Regions from separate parts of the Felis catus genome. Here region 2 is linked to region 1. The links are chromatin contacts, called in public Hi-C maps. All regions are on one chromosome and are shown on one strand. The core of a region is the stretch at or near the end of the contact, and the rest is flanking DNA. Distances in the headings are between cores, read along the strand shown. Region 1 overlaps CLNK (cytokine-dependent hematopoietic cell linker). Region 2 has its middle 25 kb from the start of WDR1.

The links. Hi-C and Micro-C count contacts between places; a contact is called where the count stands out from the background.
Region 2: a Hi-C map of skin fibroblasts shows a contact between it and region 1, with 2.7 times the contacts expected there. The contact joins two enhancer-like sites. A contact is called at or near these places in 2 of 3 Hi-C or Micro-C datasets (fibroblasts and skin fibroblasts).

Annotation. Positions count from the first base shown.
Region 1 is chrB1:197,976,578-197,981,287 of F.catus_Fca126_mat1.0, forward strand. All of the region lies in intron 11 of CLNK (cytokine-dependent hematopoietic cell linker), which reads left to right. Among named protein-coding and RNA genes, the nearest start is that of ZNF518B, 60 kb to the right of the region's middle. Within about 2 kb of position 2,629, at least 1 of the 10 cell types and tissues checked has an H3K27ac peak or open chromatin away from gene starts, as enhancers often do.
Region 2 is chrB1:198,233,184-198,237,559 of F.catus_Fca126_mat1.0, forward strand. No RefSeq gene overlaps it. Among named protein-coding and RNA genes, the nearest start is that of WDR1, 25 kb to the right of the region's middle. Within about 2 kb of position 2,493, at least 1 of the 10 cell types and tissues checked has an H3K27ac peak or open chromatin away from gene starts, as enhancers often do.

The DNA.
Region 1 (4,710 bases), core at 1,379-3,878:
TGGACTTCTTTTTTCCCCCCCAAGAGACTTGGAATTTCCAAAACTGCCTTGTTTTAGAAGACAGAACAGAGATTAGCGTTTTTCTCTTGTTCCTACATGGAATGAACGATGCTTCCTTACTGCAAGCTTGAATCAGCAGGTTGGGGCCCGCGGCATCAGTCAGTTAAATCTTCATAGATACAGAAATTCAAAATATCAGGCACATTTTGAGCTTCTCTGGAAAACCCAGTCGTCACTGGTTCTGATGGGGAACATTCAAGAACCTAAAATGCCCATTTCCGCCTCAGTTTTCTGGTGAACGTGTCTTCATCTGTTCATCCTTTGCAGCGTCCTGAGACCATCCGTTCTCCATTCCCTTCCTCCTCCCCCGTGCAAGTTCCCCCCCCCACCCCCCCGTAGGCTTCTCTACCTGCCGAGCAGCATGGGCAGGGCCACAAGCTCTCAGGAGTCCATTCCAACTGCCCCAGTGGAAATTCAGTCTCTCCTTCTTCTGCACTGGCAGATTTGGGGCAATGGTTCTCAACCGGAGGTGACTTTGCCCCCAGGGGAACCAACAATGTCCAGAGACGTTATTTTGTTGTGACGAGTTGGGCAGTGGGGATGCTCCTGGCATCTGGTGGGTAGAGGCCAGGGAGCCCTCTAAACACCCCACGGTGTACAGGACAGCCCCCCACCCCCAACAAAGAATAATAACCCCTGAAAAGTCAAGAGTGCAAAGGTCGGGAAACTGCTTTAAGGCACACACTAACCTTCGCCCAGCCCCAGCGGTTCTCGGCGGTCAAGTGAGAATAACAGTAGCCCCTACCACCCACATCGTGGGCCAACATGAGAATTACACATGATTCATGCCAAGCGCTCAACTGTGCCCGCCCAGGACATATTTGTGACCAACATCTACTGCGCTCTTATTACCTTGAGCCGTGTCCTATTGTGCCCTCGCCACACCATATAATTATTTGGATACAAGTCTGTTCCACCCCCAAAAGGTTGGGGGCAGGGGGTAATGCACCCCCAAAAGGTTGGGGTGTGTAGTTTCTAGCACAGGGCTGGGCACATAGTACGTGTCTGATAAACATGTATTTCCTTCTGCAGTTTCCAGAGGGTCCTAGCCAGGCTGGGAGTCCCCACACTTGCTCTGTTTTGATATCTATTTTCCAAGCAGGAGAGACAGGAAGGCAACATGCTATCAACCCCAGGAAGTGGCATCATCGGACTCGGGAACGTAAAATGTACCATCCCTGAAACTCCTGAGCAAATAGGCTAATGGGTCTAGGAACTGGTCAAAACGCAGAGAAGTAAAGAGATAGAAAATAGGATGAACGAAATAGCAGAGGCGATGAGGTTGTTCGGTGTGGAGAAGAAGATGATTTGATCTTTCTTCTGTTTCTTCACGCAGAAAGAACGAGGTTTGGGTCCCAGCTGAGCCACTTCCGGCTGTAGAGCCGCCTAAAGCTCTTAAATAGTTCTGAGTTCCCCTCTTTGTGCAAGCAACAGGAGCGTCCCCGTGTGACAGAGTGGAGGGGAGGAGGCATGAGATTTCTCTGGAGCGCCTAGGATAATATGTGTCACAGCACAGGAAGGAAAGAAAAACGCCTAAACATCGTGTCCCATCTGTACCCAACAGAATTAGGCACCCACAACCCTATTTTTCTCTTGAAATACAGGCTATAGATTCTAGCGCAATGTTTCTTATCCTGGCTTTACATGAAAATAATTAGGAAAGCTTTTAAAAAGTATTGTTCCCCAGCATCAGCTTTAATTGCTCTGAGAGGTGAGACACAGGCACAGCCTGTGGCTAAGGACCCAGGGGGAGCCAGGTTCTAGGAATATATCTGCCACTAAAGCTTTGCAGGCCCTTAGGCCTTACCTACACACGCCCAGGCTCCTAGTGCCTAAAATGGCGCCTCCCTTGATCCACAGACGAGTCCCTCATCACTCCAGCCGCCTCGGTGGCTCTGAAATCTTTACAAGTTTGCTTTTTGTGTCTCTGGGGTTTCCGCAGTTACGGTTAAATTTGTTTAATCATTTTTGCAAGTGACGGGAACCTGGCTGGGTCTCTTCACCGTAAACCCCTCCAGAGAATCGTTACATTCCGTATAACATCTCACCGGATCCTTCCAGCAGCCCTATAAAGTATGGATTTTCTAAGGCTCGGTGGCTGGTTCATGGCAGGTGCCGGGTAAAAACCACTTCCCTACCCGCTGGGCATGTAAGGTCACTAAGATACACAGAAGTTAGGTCACTCGGTCAACGTGATAGGGTTGGTGTAGGACAGTTGAGGGGTCAACACCATGCAGGGCCTGGGCCACACATTGAGAATGCCACCAGGAATAAGAAAGAGTTGTGCCATAGAAGCAGAGCTTCCAAATTCATTTTGAGTCGGGCCCTCTTTTGGGAGGCAGATGACCATTACTAAGGACCCAGACGTTGCCTGTAAACAACCACATGAGGCTGTTGCTAGCTTCCCCTTGTCTGAAAACAGAAGGGACATTAGAGAGCTGAGCTGCTTCAGCCAAGGAAAAATAGTGTCCGCTCCCTTCCCATCAGCTGCCCTGTAGGCTTGGGAGGTAGACGGCCCTCTGTGAAGGGAGGCTGTGACGTACGTGTGGCAGTCCACTGCAGCCCCTGAACGCAGCTGACACCTGCAGCCTGTCGCCATCGGCCCCCCTCTCCCAATGGTGAACGTGGGTCCAGCTGTTGCTACAACAGCCAGGTGTCTCCACCGGCTCGGCCATTCTCTATCTTAAAGCTAAGTCTTGGGTTCACAAAAACGATCATTGAATCAAAGCATTCCAGTTCAGGAGAATGCCATTTAAATCCTTCATTGATGGGGGCGCCCGGGTGGCTCAGTCGGTTAAGCGTCCGGACTTTGGCTCAGGTCATGATCTCCTGGTCCGTGGGTTTGAGCCCCGCGTCGGGCTCTGTGCTGACAGCTCAGAGCCTGGGACCTGCTTCAGATTCCATGTCTCCCTCTCCCTCTGCCCCTCCCCTGCTCACGCTCTGTCTCTCCCTCTCTCTGTCAAAAATAAACATTAAAAAAAAATTTTCAAAAGGGAAACATCATTACCATAAGTAACTGCACCGCAGTTTCAGACCCGCGGAATTTTCTCTCTCCTAAAAGGGAAGGGAACTAAAATGCAAAGCAATATTTGGATAAAAATAACCGCTGCTACGTTGAGACTCTCTCTCTAACACAATAAGAAAGAGATTAGTAAGGGAATAACTTTCCAATGATGTATCCATTGTAATGTTAATACCATGACGCGGGCACCAAGTAAAAGCCTCCTGAGTCATCGGAACAGGAAGACATTTGCTGAGCTCCTGTTACACTCTGGAGTCTTTCAGATGCTTTACGTCATTTAGTCCCACAGCCACACTGAGCAGAAAGCAATATCCCAACCCCCGGTTTACTGATGAGGACACAGAAGGGCAGAGAGGTCACGAACCGCGACGTCTCCCTGCATCTAGCAAACTCCAACCCCACGGTGCAGGGTTCGGCCAAAATGTACTTTAAATAAGGTACCTGCTATTTAACCAACCGAACACCTGTCTGCCTAACTACAGTTTTCCCTTTGCAGCCGGCAAAGCTGGTGCCACATCAGTTCAAGCAGTCTCAGGGACGCAGATACACCTGCTGATGAGTTGGGAAGTGAAAGGGAAAAAAAAAATCTGTAGCGATACAGAGAAAACATAGTCCTGTAAGAGAGAGGAAGTACGGATTGCAAAGATACACAAATTTGCATGGGAGCAGGGACTTCTGGGTGGGAACTATTGATTTTAGAGTGCGGATGTAAATTATTATCATTGGGGGAAATGGGGTGAAGTGCATACGGGATCTCTCTGTAGCATTTCCTACACGTGCATGAGACCTACCATTATCTCCGAGGGAAAGTTTAATTTCAAAGAAAGTGGCTGTTAAAGGTGTCCCGCAGATCGAGGGTGTTATTTTCTTCCAAATAGCTTTCACAGGTATTATTTCATGAGAACCTTAATCAACCCACCCCATTTCTGTCGGGGGTTACCCATTTTACAGGTGGGAAAACCAAGCTTCAGAGAAGGGGCTTCACTTGCTGAGGGTAACGGAGCTCATAGATGGCAGAATGAGGATTCAAATCCGGTTTATTTAAAACTAAGCGAAATCTAAGGGAGGCTCATGAAGGGCTATTTTTATAAATTTTTTATGTTTTACTTATTTTTGAGAGACAGAGAGAGCGCAGTTGGGGGAGAGACAGAGAGAGGGGGACAGAGAATCTGAAGCGGGCTCCACGCTGACAGCAGAGAGCCCGATGCAGAGCTCGAACTCATGAACTGTGAGATCATGACCTGAGCTGAAGTGGGAGCTTCACTGACTTGGCCACCCAGGTGTCCCAGAGCTATTTTTAACGTAAAATTCATTATCTTCAAGTGCACACTGAGCACCTGTTGTGCACAGGAAAGGATGTGGGGATGCTTATTCATGCCATGCAGTTGGTGGCCATGTTTTGTTGGTTGTCTCCAAAACAGAACACAGCAGAACTTACAGGAGCCGAAAGATGCCTCGGAGAGGCAGGGTGGTGCGTGGGGAGGGGACCAAGTCCCCACCCTGCTCTTCCATTTTGTCACTGTGTAGATCTCTCTCTGTCTTCCTAAGTCTCATTTAGGAGACCCCCAATGCCATCACCCAAAGCCCGATCCTTTCATTTTACGGGTAAAGGGGACAAATAACTTGGG
Region 2 (4,376 bases), core at 1,243-3,742, 260 kb after region 1:
ACTAGAAACCTCAAGGGAGATAATGCCCCTGCGGGTACTTCCAACTGCTGAGGGCAAGACAGTCCTTGAATGACCACCTCACACCAAGCAGGAGGGTTCTTAGGTGTGCTCTGCATAGACCACACACTAGAGGCTCCCGCAGCAGGACTGAATCCCTAGCAGTAAACCCACTTATAGCCACATAACCTTCAACTTCATCCTTTCCTAGTCCTGCTTTCATCACTGCTTCACTCATGCTTCTGGAAATCATCCAGCAAGCGAAGTCCTGCTCACAGAGCCTTCTCTCCATCTGCTCTCTGGAAAGTCAAGCCAAGAAATCTGGGTCGAACTATGGAATTCCAGTAGGTGGGAGTCCAAAATCCAGTGACCCATTGTTCCACACGATGTTTGTGCCCCTCTCCTCCAAACTTCCTATGAAGTTCTAGCCCCTAGTATGCTACTATTAAGAGGGGAGACTCCGGATTAGGGTCTTTCAAAGAGACCAGAGATCCCTTGCTCTCCATCCATTTGAGGACACCAGAGAAGACAGCTGTCTGCAGGCCAGTAGGGGAGCTCCCACCAGGAACCAAATCTGCCAGTACCTTGATCTTGGACTTTCCAGCCTGCTCATCCTTTTCAACCCAGCAGGTGTCTGGCTTGGCAACTTTCTTCTCTCTCCACTCCACCCCCAGAAGGCTGTCGTGTCTCAGCTCTACTCCTCAGTGGTTTCCACACGCACATCTCTGCTTTGCTGGATGAAGTATGGCTCTCCCAGTGAGAGGTGACCATAGGAACAAGGATGGAGGTAAAGCAGATGGAGAACATGGCCTTGTGCTTCCTGGTACTGAGCGCAGTACCTGGACACATGCCTGTTTCCAAGTCCTTTCTGTTCCTTTGAGTCTGAGCCGGTTTGACAGGGAGTTTGACTCCCCTGTCAAAGTGTGAATCTCTGCATCTAGTATCCTATTAGTGCATTAAACAAGACAAAAATCCATGTTCAAAAGAAACTTATGTCTCCAGATCAGAGAAGCAGCCAAGCAGAGTTTGAATGGGGGAAAACGCTAATATTCTTTGATCAGGAAGTCACTAACTACAGATGAGTAGGTTAGACATTCTGTAAAGATGCTATTTGAATGTTTTTTTTCTGCTTGTCCTTTTTATGTCCCTTTAACTTGGTTAAGACCACTTATTCTGTCCTTATGTCTGCTAAGGTATTTAGGGTGCCCTCAGTCTGTTAATAAAGGATAGACACCAGCCTAAGGTTGTTTTGCTAAGTTCTTAGAATAAGTTCATAGTCCTTAACACCTTGTCCCTCAGATTTCTCGTGAGGCCTGGCCTATGGACTCAAGCAGTTGGAAGATTAGAAGTCCACTGGAAGGTTAGACCATGAGCTTAAGAAATTTAGCTCCAAATGGAAGAATTCTAGAGAAAGACTTCTAGGTCATCCTGAGAACCTAGCAACTCAAATGTAGTTGTGGGTCACCAGGTATGTTACCAAGGTTTTATGTAAGATGTTGTTTCAAGAAAAGCTTTAGTTTTAGGCTCACCATATGTAACTGCTAGTTAGGTATTCATTAGTCTTGAAGGCAGTTTTATGGTTTATCCCTATACCCCCAATACTCACAAGTCAGGTTTAGAATCTAAGATGTAATTGCTACCTCATGAATCACTGCAATCCGTCAAGGTAGGCCATTTGCTTGGCCTTCATTATTGTGGAACTTGCCTTTGCCAGTTTCTAAGTTTGGTGCTTAAGTTTTTACTTTTATATTAATGCTTTAAATAAAAATTTCTCAAATCCTCGTGTGTGAGGCCATGTAAGATCACAAGAACAAGATGTTCACATGATGAGAGAAGAGCTTACCTGCTTAGTGCACATACCCAGCTTGGCAGACAGGGGGAGGCCTTGGAGGAAGGCATCCAGCTCCCTGGAAAGGTCCCATGCTCCCCTGCTCATCAGAAGGGCTCCCCACACATGCACAGCATCACCTATGTTTTGAACTCACAGCAAGCTTGGTATGAAGAGATAGGATGAGATGGTTCACAGAGGAAAGTTCTCCGAAGGGAATTAGGACAAGAGCAAAGCAAGTGAGGCAGAGGAAAGGCTCCCCATTGATGTCCTCTGAATCCATTCTTGGTCCCCAGCGTGCCCAGGACTCTCCTGGTTTCAAACACCACTGGCAGAGGGGAGTCCTTTAGCACCACCTGGTGGCCTTAGGGCATCACAACAATGACGCGAGTACAGAAGCCAGTGAAGCTTAATATTCTTCTTCTCAACAGCACCCTGGAAGATCCCGTGCACCCTATGGCCGTCCTACTTCTAGGAAAGGAAGACAGACATCACCCCCATTAGAGGGGAAAGTCAGGCAGTAAACTGGGCCTTTGAGAGGACGAAATGGCGTGGCTGTATTTAAGCAGCAAGAAGCAGGATCAGGCCGTGGCTCCTTAGGATGTGAGAGCACACAGCAGCCAGCTCAGCTCCCTGGCCTCCAGGCAGACAGAGGCAGAGCCTCCACGCAGACAGAGGCAGAGCCTCCACAGGGACCCCCCCCCCAGGATGACCCTCACTCTCTGGTCAAAGGGTCAGCCAAAGAGAGCGTGTACCTCCCCACAGGGCTCTGGGCTCACGGTGTATGCTTGTCTACTTTCTGATGCAACACAGCTCTTACCGAATTGTGAGAAGAGAAAATTTACACTGGTGTTGGGGAAATAGCTTACAGAGGTCGGTTATAAGGACAGGCACCAAATGACGTATATTGAAGGATTTCTATTAAAAGATCACTTCCTAGGATGGCTCCTTCCCCTGGAGTCCAAGGTAACATGTTCCCATCGTGCCCCCTTACCCTTCTATCACAGATCCCAGAGCTCACACCCAGGCCCCAGGTAGCCCGGCTGTCGTGCTCACCAGCCAGTTCACTCTCACCCCCCACCCACCCCGAGGATGGACAGAGGAGCCAGTCCCAGGTGGCTGACCACCCCACAGAGGAAGCTACAATATTGAAACACATTGATGTCCAGTTCCCTGAAGAATGTGCCTATGTACAAGCCAGTCCTCAGTTCTCAGGTCTTATGCAAGAACTCACCTACTTACACAACAGGCTCCTGTATAATTGCTTTGCTCTGGAAGACACAGGGAGGGCTCTGCTGCTGCTTCTGGAAAAAGCAGGTCATTCTCAAGCCCCCAGGGCCCTCCCCAGTGGGGAGAATCATGGAGCAAACTCAGCCTCTCCGTCTTATGATCAGTGACCACAGCCTGCCAGGGAACCCCCTCGGCTTCACAGAAGGTCAGGGCGATTGCCGATTTTGAAAAGGAGGAGGTGGAGTTGAACGTGGAATGTATACCTGAAAGGGTGCATTCCTGCTAGGAAGGAAACCCCCCCCCCACTGTCCCCCCCCCCCCGCCCCCCAGAACACTCCTTGAGCTCTGGCTCTGGTAACTTCAGCCTCCCAGCTGGTTCCGTGGGAGTGAACATTTGTACGTTGTCCTTCCTTTGATCCGATGACCGCTCAAAACCACCTCTCTGGAGTCTCCCCTTCACATCAGACAACCCAAAAGGTCAGGATGGGCCTGGACTAGGAGCCGTTTCCTCTCCGAGCCCTGTCCTGGAACACCCAAGGTGTCTCAGGGATACACCTGGGCAGGCCTCTTCCAGGCACAGCTTCTCGGCTGGCCCTGAACCCGCCTCGTGGCGAGGCTGGCCCCGGCCCACCTGGCACAGGCAGACAGCCTGCTCACTACATCGTCTTCTGGCTAGAGAGCACCAGAACAGAGGCCCCAGCCCCCACCCCAGCCGCACTGCCTACCCAGAAGCCGCCAGCCACATCCACACCAAAGCAGCTGGGAGAGCCAGGGAGGATGTTCAGAGGCACCAAGACCCATCGAGAGGACACAGCCCCAGAGAGGTTCTCATCTCTGGACACAAGCATGTCCCTGTCTATGGACACATCTCTGGACACTAAAATGGCCCTGTTAGTGTAAGAATGCTAAGAGCACCAACTCCAACTTTGGCCCTTTATCTTGTGTCCATGCAATGACCCCCCCCAACACACACACACACACACACACACACACACACACACACACACACACACACACACACACGGGGCCTACACATTACAGGCCCCGTGGAGATTAACGTATGCCCTGACCAGAATGCAAGAAGGCTCGTTCCAGTGTTCCCTAGAATTATTCAGGGAACCAGTAGAGATCACCTAGTTTCTTCCCCTCCCCCCACTCAGGCAGAGATGGCACCAGGAGGTCTGTTAAAATGTTAAACCCTCACCATGGTCCTCTTGTTCCATGAAGCCTGCACATCCAGGTCCAAGCTTTGCAGACAACTGCAGGACACCCGGATTGTCATCTACTCAGTTCCCTGCCCCCCCCCCCATCAGTACGTTAC